3 separate regions of the Sus scrofa genome follow, and all the other regions are linked to region 1. A link is a contact called in public Hi-C data. All regions are on one chromosome and are shown on one strand. Each heading gives the region's core, a stretch centred on a gene start, on an enhancer-like site or on the middle of the called end of the contact. The rest is flanking DNA. Distances are from core to core; before and after follow the strand shown.

The links. Hi-C and Micro-C count contacts between places; a contact is called where the count stands out from the background.
Region 2: a contact with region 1 is called in a Hi-C map of embryonic fibroblasts, with 3 times the contacts expected there. The contact joins the promoter of HAUS4 here to the promoter of CDH24 in region 1. A contact is called at or near these places in 6 of 47 Hi-C or Micro-C datasets (adipose tissue, alveolar macrophages, blood and 3 more) and 1 of 2 datasets of contacts at active chromatin or transcription factors (skeletal muscle).
Region 3: a contact with region 1 is called in a Hi-C map of alveolar macrophages, with 6 times the contacts expected there. The contact joins the promoter of AJUBA here to the promoter of CDH24 in region 1. A contact is called at or near these places in 5 of 5 promoter capture datasets (fetal liver, fetal skeletal muscle, liver and 1 more), 34 of 47 Hi-C or Micro-C datasets (adipose tissue, alveolar macrophages, blood and 17 more) and 2 of 2 datasets of contacts at active chromatin or transcription factors (alveolar macrophages and skeletal muscle).

What each region holds. Positions count from the first base shown.
Region 1 is chr7:75,989,868-75,994,734 of Sscrofa11.1, forward strand. It overlaps CDH24 (cadherin 24), which reads left to right and starts at 2,038. Exons shown (of 12, transcript NM_001243615.2): 1 at 2,038-2,342; 2 at 2,521-2,815; 3 at 3,011-3,130; 4 at 3,205-3,372; 5 at 3,545-3,732; 6 at 4,043-4,296. The coding sequence starts at 2,142.
Region 2 is chr7:76,083,799-76,088,665 of Sscrofa11.1, forward strand. HAUS4 (HAUS augmin like complex subunit 4) reads left to right here and starts at 1,982. Exons shown (of 9, transcript NM_001244156.1): 1 at 1,982-2,165; 2 at 4,379-4,455. The coding sequence starts at 4,401.
Region 3 is chr7:76,061,115-76,065,981 of Sscrofa11.1, forward strand. It overlaps AJUBA (LIM domain-containing protein ajuba), which reads left to right and starts at 1,895. Exons shown (of 8, transcript XM_021099246.1): 1 at 1,895-3,305. The coding sequence starts at 2,270. C7H14orf93 reads left to right here. Exons shown (of 7, transcript XM_021099247.1): 7 at 1-763.

The sequences.
Region 1 (4,867 bases), core at 788-3,287:
GCGTGCGGGCCGCTTTGCGTTCCTGGGTGCGCCCTCCCCACTAGCTCTTCGGAAACGGCCTGGCGCCGTGGCCTGGACGCCCTTCTGCCCTCCTGCCCCTCCGGGCGCTGCGGACCCCGGCCCAAAAGGGAGCCGCATCTGTATGCGCCCGGCGGCCGGCAGCGCCGAGGGGGCGGGCACCAACGCCGCCCCCGCCCCCGCCCCCGCCGCGCGGCCCGGGCTGGGCAGGGGAGGGTCGGAGGCTGGGCTCTCCTCTCCTGCGCGGCGCGGAGCCGCCTCGCTCCTCCGCAGGCGGAGCCTCCTTCCCCCGCCCCCTCCGTCTCGCTCCCTTGTTCTCAGCCGGGGCCGCTCAGACCTGCAGCGGAGCCGCGGCGCCCGCTCGGATCGGCTCGGGGCTGTGCCCCCCTGGGACCCGGCGGCTGGGGCCGGCGGAGACCGTCCCCGCCGGGCTGGGCCCCTCGGCACTGCCAGGTAAGGGCTTCTGCTCCGGAGCCCGCGGTCGGGAATTCGCGCAGGGGCAGCAGGGGGCCCGCAGCCTGCGGGTATCTTCAGAGCGGTGAGCGGTGCGCTCCGCGGCTGGGAGCCCACTGCCGGCTCCCTTCTCCCGCGCTCTCCAGCTTTCCCTTCTTCCCTCGCACCTCTCTCCCTCTTTTAACCATTTTCCTCTCCCTCGATCTCTCTTCACCCAGCCTTCTCTCTGCCTGTTTGCCTTCTCTGCCCCTTCCCTCTGTCTCCCCAACCCTTCTCTCTCCTTCTTACCCTGTCTTGCTCCATCTCCTCTTCCTCTTTGCTGTTTTCTTCCTCCACCTCTCTCTCCTTTCCCGTCTCTTCCTTTTCCCGCTCTCCTTTCCTTCCCCTGTTCCTTCTCTCTCCTCTCCCCTTCCCTTTCCCACTCTCCTATTTCCCACTCCTCTCTCCCTTTCCTTCTCCCTCCTCGTCCCGCCTCCCTCTCCGGTCGCCGGCTCGCCTCCGGCTTCCCTCTTCCCTCGGGAAGGAAAGGACTGTCAGGTGTGTGTCTGCTCTGGGGGAGGAGAGGCGCAGCCACAGCCACCTGGGGGGACCCCCTAGGAGGAGAGGGAGAAGACAGTGGTGGGAAGGGTCCTCTCTCTAGCTTCCATCCCACAGCCCCTCCTGGCTGCCCCCTCTCCCAGAATGAAGTTCTCCTCCAGGGTGGCCTGGTCTAACCCCCTCAGCTGAAGCTGCCCCTTCCTGTCCATCACACATACTGAAAGCCCCTCTGCCCTCTCAGCCACCCATTCTCTAGCCTGGTACCCATATGACTCCTCTCTGCTTTTCAGACACCCAGGCTGCCACCTTGGGTCTCTTTCCTTCTGTCTCTTGCTGCCATTCTGTCTCTGTCTCTGCAGCCAGTCCCTGAGTCTTGGTCTCAACCTCAATCACGCTGTGTCTCTAGCCTCTGGGTCTGCCTCTGCTCCCCCTCCCCGGTCTCCTGGCCTCTGCCACCCCTCTTCTTCCAGCTCTGGCCCCTACAATGCCTCATGAGTCCAGGTCTCCCTTCAAGGACTTCAGCTAGCAGTGTGTTAGGGTCAGTTTCTGGAGAGGCGGGGTTCTCTGTGGAGGAGGGACTTTCACAGGCTTTCAACCCTGTTTGAGGCTGCACTCCTTGTCCTCTCACCCTGACCCTAGGCACCCTCAGATCACACCTCCAGGAGTCCAGATCCCTTTATTTTAAGCCCTTTCCCTGGTAGCCCCCATTTCCTCCAGCCCCCAGCTGCATGCCCACCCTGGGAGAACAGGAGCCAGATTTGAGGTTCCCAGCCCTCCCAGCATACCCTCTCCTATTTTCTCCCCAAGCTTCTCTACTCACTTGACTGGCCGGAGATTTATCAGCTTGGAGGGCTGGAGGTGAATACAGGCAGAGCCTGGGTGGAGGGAAAGATCAGACTGCTTTCTGTCTTAGTCTGGTTTCTGGTCACTGGTGTTTCTGGTTCCTCGGAGGTCTGATCTTGAGCATCTAACTTTGGAGGGGGGAGGGTTAAGGGTTTCCTTGACCCTGAACAGCTACCTCTCCTGCAGGTGTGGATCCATGGGGTAGTCCCAAAGCATCTGCCCCTCTGCCCCAGGCAGCTCATGCCTTAACACCCAGGGGCAGTGAACAGAGCCCTGGCTGGTGCCCAAACATGTGGGGCCTGGTGAGGCTCCTGCTGGCCTGGCTGGGTGGCTGGGGCTGCATGGGGCGCCTGGCAGCCCCAGCCCGGGCTTGGGCAGGGTCCCGGGGAGGCCCAGGACCAGCACTGCTTCGGACCCGAAGGAGCTGGGTGTGGAACCAATTCTTTGTCATTGAGGAATATGCTGGACCAGAGCCCGTCCTTATTGGCAAGGTAAGGATCAAGCCTCCCATGTCTACCCTGACTCTCAAGGCTCTGCCCTGCAACTTCACTTCTGCAATGACCTTGGTCCCTCAGAACTCCCAACACTCCACCGAGGCCCAGACTTAGACTCTTTAACTTTCTGTCCCTGCGCTTGGAACCCGCTGCCATCTTTCCCTGACCCGTACAGCTGCACTCGGACGTGGACAGGGGTGAGGGCCGCACCAAGTACCTGCTGACGGGAGAGGGGGCAGGCACCGTATTTGTGATCGATGAGGCCACAGGCAATATCCATGTCACCAAGAGCCTGGACCGGGAGGAGAAGGCCCAGTATGTGCTACTGGCCCAAGCTGTGGACCGAGCCTCCAACCGCCCCCTGGAGCCCCCATCAGAGTTCATCATCAAGGTGCAAGACATTAATGACAATCCACCCATCTTTCCCCTCGGGCCATACCACGCCACAGTGCCCGAGATGTCCAACGTCGGTGAGTATCCCGAGTCCGGACATCGTGGATCCCACCTCCTAGAGCGCCCTCCCTCACCTCTCCCTCCCCCACCCCTTTCTGCCCCGGAAGCCACCTCCCTCAGTTCAGCCCCACTCATGTCTGGGTCCTGATCGTCTGCTGTTCTTCCCTACTTGGCTCTGCCCCTGCTGAGTGGGGTGCCGGGATCCCCCACAGGGACTTCAGTGATCCAGGTGACTGCTCATGATGCTGATGACCCCAGCTACGGGAACAGCGCCAAGCTGGTGTACACCGTGCTGGATGGACTACCTTTCTTCTCTGTGGACCCCCAGACTGGTGAGGCTAGAGCTCAGGAGCCGGGTGGGGCTGCCTTGGGACCAGGCACCCTCTGATCCATCATCTCTCCCTAGGAGTGGTGCGGACCGCCATCCCCAACATGGACCGTGAGACGCAGGAGGAGTTCTTGGTGGTGATTCAGGCCAAGGACATGGGTGGCCACATGGGGGGGCTGTCGGGCAGCACTACGGTGACGGTCACCCTCAGCGATGTCAACGACAACCCCCCCAAGTTCCCGCAGAGTAAGGGGCCAGTGCTGTCGCCTGAGCCATCTTTTAAGCACCCCACCCCTTGCAGCCTCTTGAGAAATCTGCCCTCCCACCCCTCCCGAGCCAGGCCTGGGAGAAGGACATGCCGGGAGAGGGAGGAGGGCTGGAGACCTCTCTAAGATCGTCTCCCTCCATCCTCCCCAAGGCCTGTACCAGTTCTCCGTGGTGGAGACCGCTGGGCCGGGCACCCTGGTGGGCCGGCTGCAGGCCCAGGACCCAGACCTGGGGGACAACGCCCTCATGGCATACAGCATCCTGGACGGGGAGGGGTCCGAGGCCTTCAGCATCAGCACAGACTCCCAGGGTCGAGATGGGCTCCTCACTGTCCGCAAGGTTAGCCTCCTGTCTCATGCCACAGACCCACTCATAACTGCCTCCTGCCCCAGGGGTCATGCCTCTAACTGGTCTAGAACAGACTCAGGATCCCTGTGTTGGAGCTTGGAGATCATGGTCACCTCCTCATCCTTCAGATGAGGGCCTGGGGCACTTCATGGGGAAGTGACTGGTTGAAGACTTTGCATAGAGCAAGTCTGTGATGGAACTGGGGGCAGACCTAGAGTTCTGCCCACCAAGGCTACCACCCCTCTGGTGCCCTCCTCCCTGGTCTCCATCTGCCGCAGTCACTCCATCTCCCTCCCCACAGCCCCTGGACTTCGAGAACCGTCGCTCCTACTCCTTCCGTGTGGAGGCCACCAACACGCTCATCGACCCAGCCTATCTGCGGCGAGGGCCCTTCAAGGACGTGGCCTCAGTGCGCGTGGCTGTGCAGGACGCCCCAGAGCCACCTGCCTTCTCCCAGGCTGCCTACCACCTGTCGGTGCCCGAAAACAAGGCTCCCGGGACCCTGGTGGGCCAGGTGTCAGCCTCTGACCTGGACTCCCCAGCCAGTCCAATCAGGTGAGCAGGGGTGCCGGCCAGGCTGGGCGGGCCTCGGGGAAGGGGCCCAGCAACAGGCTGTTCTCACCTGAGGATGAGCCTCCTTGACTGCAGGTGACATTCACCTCCTGGTAGAAGTTTCCCTGCAGGCCTGGGTACCAGGGGAGAGCCAGAGGACCTGGCTAACCACTCCCAGACTCGCCACCCGTCCCTCTGGGTGGATGATAGTGGTGCCTCCTAGAGGCAGGGCAGACAGATGGACTCTTATCCAATGATTGCAATGGATCAGTTGACAGCTATGGCTATTGCTCACTCCTTTCAGTGCTTCACATTTTACCCACTTGATAACATTTCACTCTCACAACAATGTGTGTAGTAGTAGCCTTAACATCACCCGTTGCTTTAGCAGCTTGGCCCTGAGAGGCTGAGTAACCTGCCCGAGGTCTCGCAGTCAGTAAGTAGCAGCGCTGGAACTCAGACCCAGACTTGTCAGCCTCCAGGAGACCCACTCTTTCCACCTCCCCAGCCAGCATCCCTGGCACAGCACGGAAGGAGGTGCTGGTGTCATTCCCATTTTATAGTTGAGGAAACA
Region 2 (4,867 bases), core at 732-3,231, 94 kb after region 1:
TTAAAAGCCTTAGAAAATGACAGCACTTTAATATTAAGCACGAAAGGTGGCAGGTGACAAGACGACCAAGGATATAAAATTTCTGCACTGGATCACACTATTGCTCTATGTATTGCTGGCAAGAATTCTCTAGTTGGTACTAAAAGAAAAGGTTAAATTCTCTGCCACCCAGCACACCTAGCCCTGAGATTCCTTCTCCACTACCTCAGACTCTGCTTCTCTCATGCAATTTACTTACTATTAAATATTTTTAAAATAATTCATCTAGGAGTTCCAGCTGTGGCTCAGCGGAAACAAACCCGACTAGTATCCATGAGGATGAGGGTACAATCTCTGGCGCCACTCAGTGAGTTAAGGATCCAGTGTTGCCATGAGCTTCGGTGTAGGTTGCAGATGCAGCTAGGATCTGGCATTGTTGTGGCTGTGGCATAGGCTGGCAGCTGTAGCTCCCATTCGACCCCTTGCCAGGGAACTTCATATGCTGCACCCATGGCACTAAAAAATAATAACAATAATACTGATAATTCATCTAATGACTGGATTCCGGTTGACTTTGCAAAAAGGATGGGGTGAAGTTAACCCAGAGAGAGGTAGGGGGACCCCCTTGAGAGGTGTGATGACATTTGGTCAAAGTCCATAGTCAGCCTGAGGTCAAGCCCAGAGAGGAAGTCAGGGACAAGGAAACTGTCTTCCTCCCATCACTGTTTTCTCTCCTTCCCACCTCCTGCTGAGATTCCCCCATTGGCTGAACCCAGTCAGGGAACATGAGAACTCTAAACTTCCTAGGTAGTCCTTCCTTTCCACATAGGGTGTTGAAGAGCAGATGTGGATCTGGGGGGCCAAATGGAAGACATCCTGCTCATTGGTCTAGAGGTGGGCAGGTGACCCAGTCAGGCCAATGAGAGGTATGGGCAAGCCTGCTGGGTGCTTCCAGGAAAGACTTTCTTCCCTGTCATAGAAGAAGGCTCTTCTTCTTACTGCCTGTTTGGGATGCTGTTGAGATCATGTACTTCTGGGACTTCTGAAGCCACTTTGTGACCACGAGGGGATTGCAAAGAGACCTGCAAACAACTTTGATACCAGGTTGCTACTAAAAAGGCTTAGGACCCCCACTTCTGCACTTCTTGTTAAGCAAACAATAAACGTCTATACTGACTTTTTTTTTTTTCTTGCCATTTCTTGGGTGGCTCCCGCAGCATATGGAGGTTCCCAGGCTAGGGGTCTAATTGGAGCTGTAGCTGCCCGCCTACGCCAGAGCCACAGCAACGCGGGATCCGAGCCGCGTCTACAACCTACACCACAGCTCACGGCAATGCTGGATCCTTAACCCGCTGAGCAAGGCCAGGGATTGAACCGGCAACCTCGTGGTTCCTAGTTGGATTCGTTAACCACTGAGCCGCGACGGGAACTCCATATATTTTTTAAAAAGACATTTTTAATGAAAGAGACGTAAAGGAGAGGGCAGAGGAGAAGCATGAGGGAAGAAATTGGAGAGGAAGCCCGCCCAAGTAGAAGGGCTGGCAGCACTTGAGCAAGAGACCTGCAGGCAGGCTTGGAATGGGCGGCCGGTCTGGGAAAATTCAGAGGGCCCTTGGGTCAGGTTTACATTCTGCCAGCTGCGACCTTGAACATGCCTCCTAACCTCTTTGCGCCTTAGTTTTCCCCTCTGTAAAATGGGTATGATAGTGACTTTCTCATAGACGCTGTTAAGAACTAAACGGGGGCGGGGCGAGGCGAGGCAAGTCAAAGGCTTGACATAGTGTCTGACTCATCGTGGGCCCTCAATAAGAGCTAGCAATTATTACCAGCTTCTCAGCGTTTGCCCTCGACATGGGGACGGTACCCGGAGAAGAAGCAAAGACGTCTTGCTTCAAAACTGGTCACAGGCTGTTGGGGTCTAAGGGGTTGCACGCCCGGCGAGGGGCGGAGCCTGCCGTTCCCGCCTAGAGCGTGGCCCCGCCCCTCCGACGCGCTTTCGGCATTATCCCCGCCCCCGACGGTCCCGCGAGGTTCTCCGGTGCCTAGCTCCTAGCCTCTGCGCTGGGCCGCAGGGAGAGGTTCCGGACCCCGGGCGTGGGCGGGGGGCTGGTGTTGCCACCACTGGCCTGCCCACTCCAGCCCCCTCGGCATCGCCTCTGGAGCTTCAGCTGCCGCATGCTGTGCAGGTTTGCCTCGGAGGGTCAGCGGGCGGCGCTGCGGGGAGGAGGAACGCTAGGAGGGTCAATCCAGCCAGTCCGCAGTCTCCCGCCACCGAGACCGCGCTCGCCCTTGGGAATCCTTGGCCGCCCAGACGGAAGAAAAGTAGGCGCCAGAGAGCCCGCTCCGCATTTTGATTCATCTCGGGCCCTTTAAGGGTCACATCTTGTGAAAATACCTGTAAAATCAATTTAACGTTCAGTGCAGCGTGTAAAGACAGCTCTAAGAATTTAAAAGACGCCTGAGTCAGAACATTTAAATGCTTAGGTCCTTGCAGCAGCGTTTTCACACGTCTGAGTGCAAAGGGTGGAGAATGGAGCCTGATTGCCGCCACCGTTCCCGCCCTGTAACACTTTAAAAGGGTAAAGAAAAGTACCCTAAAAAACCCCAAGTGGGCAGTTCCCCTAGGGAGGGAAGAACAGCTAGCGTTTTTGAAATTTGAGTTGGTCCTCATTTCCGTGGATGAAGTTTGCCTGCAAAATTTACTTGCAGGCTTAGATCCGTGATAAACAGAATTGCTAAAACACTGAGCTTAACTAAGTAGTGGCTTTTGTTGACAAGTCGATTGTTATTAATTCTTAATGTCTCATCCAAGGCAGGAATCGTTATCTCAGTTTTGCAGGTGGGGAAAATTTGGCACAAAAAAAGCATTTCCCTTAAATTCACACAGAAGCAACAGCTGAGCTGCAAATTAAGTCCTAGAGTTCTGCCTCCTCAACTGCGTCCCCCTCTGGACCATGTTACAAAACAAATGAGTCCTTACTTTGATGTTACTCATAAAACGAGGGAGTAAACCAAATGTTCTGTGAACATGAAGTGTTAAATCATAATAACCTGTGTCTGTTCTGCTTTGGGAGGCTCAGCTGCCCTTTGGGATTTGATACTTTACAGAGAGGCGGGGTGGAGCCAAAAAAAGGTGGGGGGAGTCATGTCAAGGGAAGAATTTTGCCTCAGGGGTCCACCCTCTGACCATCTTTACTGCCCCTTTGTGTTGATGTCACTCTTTTCAGTGTTCTCCGTGTTCTGGCAAAACGCCAACAGCGCATGTCCACCTGGCCAGGCTCAGCCGCATTATTATTATTATTTTTTTGTCTTTTTGCTATTTCTTTGGGCTGCTCCCGCGGCATATGGAGGTTCCCGGGCTAGGGGTCGAATCGGAGCTGTGGCCACCGGCCTACGCCAGAGCCACAGCAACGCGGCATCCGAGCCGCGTCTGCAACCTACACCACAGCTCACGGCAATGCCGGATCGTTAACCCACTGAATAAGGACAGGGAGGGAACCCGCAACCTCAGGGTTCCTAGTCGGATTCGTTAACCACTGCGCCACGACGGGAACTCCTCAGCCGCATTATTAATTCATCTGTGCCTTACTCCTTTTGGCACTGACCTCCCTGTCAGTCTTCCTGTCCTGTATTTTCCTCCAGGTGCTCTTTACCAACGCTGTTATGTGAAAACCAGTTGTTTTTGTTCAGGTGTGGAATGATTTGTCACTGCTGAAGGATGTTTCTAGAGTTAATGATCAAAAACTACTGACAAATCTCAGATGAAAGCACAGGTTAAAGAAGTGTTAGAAACTATTGAGGAATCTGATAGCTGAGTTATTTGACTGGAGAAAAATGGACTTTTTTCCTTTTCCACATTTCCCAATTCACTCAAAACGAGAACGCAACGGCTGAGTTTTAACCTTAGACATAATGGTGGGGCAGGGGAGCACCCTCCTGTTTATTTTATTTTGCTTTTTAGGCCTGCAACTGGCATATGGAGGTTCCCAGGCTAGGGGTCAAATTGGAGTTACAGCTGCTGGCCTACACCACAGCCACAGCAACCTGGGATCCCCAACTGAGTGAGGCCAGGGATGGAACCCGAGTCCTCAGGGATACTAGTCAGATTTGTTTCTGCTGTGCTGCAGTGGGAATTTCCACCCTCCTGTTTAAACTAATGAATTGGAAACTTGTCTTTCCCAAGGAGGCCTCTTTTCAGACAGGACCCAGGATGTATGATATTGTCCCTCCCAAGGAGGCCTCTTTTCAGACAGGACCCAGGATGTATGATATTGTCCCCCTCTGAAAGAGGGTTCCTCCTCCCAGGCTTGTTGATAATGGAAATTTTAACCCAAGGTAGTTTTCTCTCTGGAGCAGCCAGACAGTTTATTTTTTTGTTTTCTTTTACTCCGTTCCACAGATAAGAATCCCAAGAAACGCAGATGGCATCTGGGGATTTCTGCTCACCTGGAGAAGGGATGGAACTACTCCAACAAGGTAAGGGTAGCCAATTGCAAGAGGCTTGAGAACTTATCCAGAGAGGTCTTGCCTTCTATAATAAAAAGGATTTATAATGTTCCCAGGTATGGTTTCTCTTCACAGAAGCCTGAGTTTCTGAGGTAACTAGAAGACTTGAAGATTTTTAAACACTGTCTTATTGGAAGACAGATTACACCAACTCCTACTCAGTATCTGCTTCTGCAGTAGCCTGAAATTTCAAGGGAGTTCCCCTCATGGTTCAGTGATAACAAACCAGACTAGTATCCTTGAGGACAAGGGTTCCATCCCCGGCCTCACTCAGTGGGTTAAGGATCTGGCCTTGTCATGAACCGTGTGATGTAGGTCAAAGGCACGGTTTAGATCCAGTGTGGCTGTGGCGTAGGCCAATGAGTACAGCTCCGATTTGACT
Region 3 (4,867 bases), core at 645-3,144, 71 kb after region 1:
CCAAGAGAGTCTAGGCTAGAGATACGGACTGAGGAGTCATCTGTGTATATAGAGCCTAAAGTCCTGGGGAGGGAGAATAGGGCCTGTGGAGCTCCTGGCTCTAGTTCAGCCTATAGAGTGGTTACCCCGAGGTCATGAGCACTGCTGGCACCTGCCCTATCAGAGTGTCCCCCTTTCACTTGTGTCTGCTTCCTGTCATCCCCTGAACACCCAAGTTCTTGATCCCAACTGTGCCTACTACTGCCACTACCAGCTCCCGGATGGGCCTCCTTTAATGGCATCTCAACTTTTCATAAGATTTACTCTCCCATTCTAACGCCAAAGGAGCAAAGCTCCCAAATGTTAGAAAATGTAGGTAATTGGAAGGAAGCATCCAGGTTCTCCTTCCCCATGGGGAGACAGGAAAGGAGGGAGAAGCTTATGGCTGATTCTGAAGATGGCACGCAACAGCAGGTTCTGGATGCAACCTGAGAGCTCCCCTGGGTTACTAATGCTTTCAGTCCTCCTTGCTTCCACCCTAAGAGTAAACTCTCCTCTGGATCAGAGAGATGCTGTAGCCCTGACCAGGGAAAGAGGCTGATTCTCAGGAGAGATGAGGGCAGGGAGACAATGCAGCTAGGGCAGAGAAGCCAAACAGTTTGTGCCAAATTAATTTCCCCAAAGATATTAACCTCCTTTCCTTCCCCTTTCCCTAAGGCCACACTAAGATTGTAAAAGGTGTTCAGAATGTTGAAGTGAAAATAATATGCATGATTTGTTTGCATATAATTTTCATACTAATTTACTATCCAAATGCAAAGGAGTTATTTTCCCTCTCCATTTTCCCCCACACCCTACCCCATGCCCCTGATGTGCTGGTCTGGGCAAAATCCATTGGCTGATATTTAATCAGGTATGTTCAGCTTCAGCCAGGGCTTCCTCTTTTCCTTATTCTTGAGCCTCCTAGTATGGCCAGGATTGGCCTCTTTTGCTTTTCCACCTTGATCATTTTCACTTGCTATCTCTTCTAAAGAACATATTTTTTCTTCCGCTTAAGTTGATACTTACTCTTTATCACCAATCTCCTGTGGGCCAACCAAGGGCGAGGCCTTTGCTACCCCTAAAAACCAGGCCTTCTATCCCCAGTCACCAGAAATAGTTGCTAAAAATCTCATTTCCCAACACCAGGGGGTGTCTATCGATCCCTCTATCAGCCCTACCCTGAAGGTAGAGATTAGTCCCAAGCCTTTTTCTCTCTCCTTTCACACACACACTCTAAAACTCCCTCCCTCCAACTGCAGAGTTTTGGATTCAGAAAGTTGTCTTTGCATTGCAGCTTATCTGTTTGTCTCTCATTCTCTCTGGATTCGCACAAATTTGTCTTTTTCTTGGCCTATTCAGCCTTCGGTCTCTGCAACACCCGCGATCGATCCCCTTTGGTCTGCTCTCTTTCTTTCCATACCTGTCTTCCACAACCTCTCTATAAGGGCTTCCTCGCTCTGAACCTCTCTGTGTATCTACATTTCTTTTCTCTCCCTGTCTCACTATTTCTGTATCAGTCCCTCCTCATCTCTCCAGCAGTCCTCATACTAGGAACAAAGTCACGGTGTTTGCGCAGAACAAGCCTCGCGTCGCCGGGTCCCGGGCCGCGACATTCCACGGTGCCCCTCCGCGCATTCCAACTACAAACAAAGAGTTCCCCTCCCCTCCCCCACTTTTTCCTGTCCCAATTCTTGAGTGGTGTAGTAGCTATTGCCCAAACTGCCCCTCGCCCTTTTTTAGCCGTCAGTCGGCGGATCTCCAGTTCCAGGACAGTTGGCACCAGCACCCGCTCTCCCCTCCTCCGGCGCACCAGATTCCTGCGCCGACACCCCTGTTTCTTTCGCACTCAGCGCCCCGCCCCTCCAGGAAAGTAGATCCGGCCAGGCAGACAAAAGTTTGGGAGAGAAGTTGGGTCCGTGCTGAGTGTGAGAGCGAGGGGGGCGGGGGCCGGGGAGAGTGGGGCTGCCGGGTGAGTCGGCTCGTGAACAGATAGACCTGCGGAAGGCACAGCCACGGCCGTCGGCCCTTCTAGCCTTGCTTAACCCCTGATGCGCGGGGGGACGCAACCCCTGTCGCTGGGGGATGCTGCGGGATTCTTGGCGCGGGGCATCCAGGCCACCCGCTAAATCCCGGTGCCTATCCTGTGCCCCCGGGGAACCCGAGTCCAGCCGCAGGGAGAGAGAAGCGGCCACCGAGACGCTGCAGGGTGCCGGGCGGGGAGGGGGCTGGAGTCCCCAGGCCCGAGGGCATGGAGCGATTAGGGGAGAAAGCCAGTCGCCTGCTAGAGAAGTTAAGACTCTCGGACTCCGGCAGCGCCAAGTTCGGCCGCAGAAAGGGTGAATCTAGCCGGTCTGGGTCTGATGGGACCCCCGGGCCGGGAAAGGGGCGTCAGAGCGGATTAGGGGGACCTAGGAAATCAGGGCCCCGTGGAGCTACTGGGGGACTTGGGGATGAGCCGTTGGAGCCAGCCCGGGAGCAAGGCCCCCTGGATGCTGAGCGGAACCCCCGCGGCTCCTTTGAGGCGCAGCGCTACGAAGCCTCCTTTCCCGGGGTGCCACCTCCCACCCGGGCCTTGCCTCTACCTCAGTCATTGCCCCCTGACTTTCGGCTGGAGACCACGGCCCCAGCCCTAAGCCCCCGCTCCAGTTTTGCCAGTAGCTCAGCCAGCGACGCGAGCAAGCCGTCCAGCCCCCGGGGCAGTCTGCTGCTGGACGGGGCGGGGGCTGGTGGAGCCGGAGGTAGCCGACCCTGCAGCAATCGTACCAGCGGCATCAGCATGGGCTATGACCAGCGCCACGGCAGTCCTCTGCCTGCCGGGCCTTGCCTGTTTGGCCCACCCCTGGCTGGGGTTCCGGCAGGCTATTCCTCCGGAGGGGTGCCGTCCGCCTACCCCGAGCTCCACGCTGCCCTGGACCGACTGTGCGCTCATCGGCCGGCCGGATTCGGCTGCCAGGAAAGCCGCCACTCATATCCCCCGGCCCTGGGCAGCCCGGGAGCTCTTGCCGGAGCTGGAGTAGGAGCGGCTGGGCCCTTGGAGAGACGAGGGGCGCAACCCGGACGACACTCGGTGACTGGCTACGGGGACTGCGCCGCTGGCGCCCGATACCAGGATGAGCTAACAGCGTTGCTGCGCCTGACAGGGGGCACAGGTGGGCGAGAAGCCGGCGCCCGCGGGGAACCCTCGGGAATTGAGCCGTCGGGTCTTGAGGAGCCGCCGGGTGCGTTCGTTCAGGAGGCTGCCCGGACCCGGATACGGGAGCCGGAGTCCAGAGAAGACTACTTTGGTGAGTGAGAGAAGTGGTGAGGGACGGGGAGGGACCCGTCACCGCATTTGGTTCCCCTCTGCCCCGACGGCCAAAACTGCCTGCGCCAGGAGGTCGGAGGCAGAGACTCAGGGCTAGGAAAGAGGCAAGAGAAGAATTCCCTTCCCACTGGGTTTCAGATGGACCACAGGCACCCTATTCCTGCTAAATTCACCCCCTCCCTGTGTGATCTCCAGTTCCTCAAGCTTTAGAGCCTGGGTTTTTCTCGGTAGGAGGCCTCGTAGGGAGGGGACCAAGTGGGGCCGTGAGAGCATCCCCCATCTTGCTACCCCCTCGGCGGTGGTGCCCCTGCAGGCTCCTGCGCGCCGCGCCCCCACCCGGGCCCAGGCTCCGCCCGCAGGAATTCGGGGAATGCGCGGGTGGGGGGCGGGGCGGGCGGGCAGCGTGCGTGCCGGCTCCTGCCCGGGCGCTCCAGGTGCCCGCGGGCGGGGCCGGTCGCGCGGCGCAGGGCGGAGGTGAGGTGCAGGGGGTGGGGGAGCTGCCTCCTAACACGCGCGGAGCTGTGGCTGCCGCGGTCGGGGATATGGAGCCCGAGGAAAGAATGAAAGCCCTGGGACGAAAAGCAGGGACCCTACTGCTGACCGGCCCCGGACCTGCTGGACCTGCTGGCCGGGTGCCTGCGTGGGCATTTAAGAGCTGGTGGCTTCAGATTCTATTTTCCCCATCCTCCGGAAGTCAGGGCAGAAGTCTTGGCCACCCGGACAGCATCACCCGTGGATGGTTGACGAATGTGTAAAATTGCCAGAAATAACCTGGCCTTCGCATCTGGCCATAACCCGCTCAGAATTCAGGCACGAAGTAGCCCCTTACTTCCTGCTGCTAAAGAAACTTGACCGCTACCTTTCGCCCCCACGCAGTTACCTTCCAGAAGTATTAATTGATCATATGTCTCAGCTATGGAGGGAGGCTGGAGGCAGTGGGATCTTGAACCATCTTTCAGCCAAGACCCACAAGTACCACATCACTATATTAAAACAACCAGCTAATCTGATTGTGACAGGAAGTACAGGAAGTAGAGGCCTCACCCCCAGGGCAGTGGGTCTCTAAAGTGTTCGCATCATCTTCTCACCTTTCTCACCATCCATGTTCCTGCCCTGGGCCCCATGTTCTAGAACTCTGTGGCTAGAAATATAAATAGGGAGAGGAACCCAGCCAGGGAAGGAAAGTTGGAGAAGAGGTTCAGAGGTAACAGGGCTGCCGACTGGAAGGGCCTGCCAAGTTCAACTCCATTTCCCCCCCCCCCACTCCACCCCCACCCGAAAGGGACAGCCCAGAGCAGATGATGCCTTGGTCAAGGGAGACTAAGTGACAGGATCCTTTTAGCAGTTTCCTTTTGAGGCCCTGGAGAAGTGGCTGATGGGTGGAAAGATGTTTCAACTAAGCCATCAGAACCAAAAGGGAGGATCTGGGAGAAATTGCAGTAAAATGGCAGGTAGAGCCTAGGTGTGGATATGCTGGGTTAGAGGAGGTGATCGGACACGCCTGAGCAGTTGGCTTGCCCAAGATGTCCAAGGCTTTCCAAA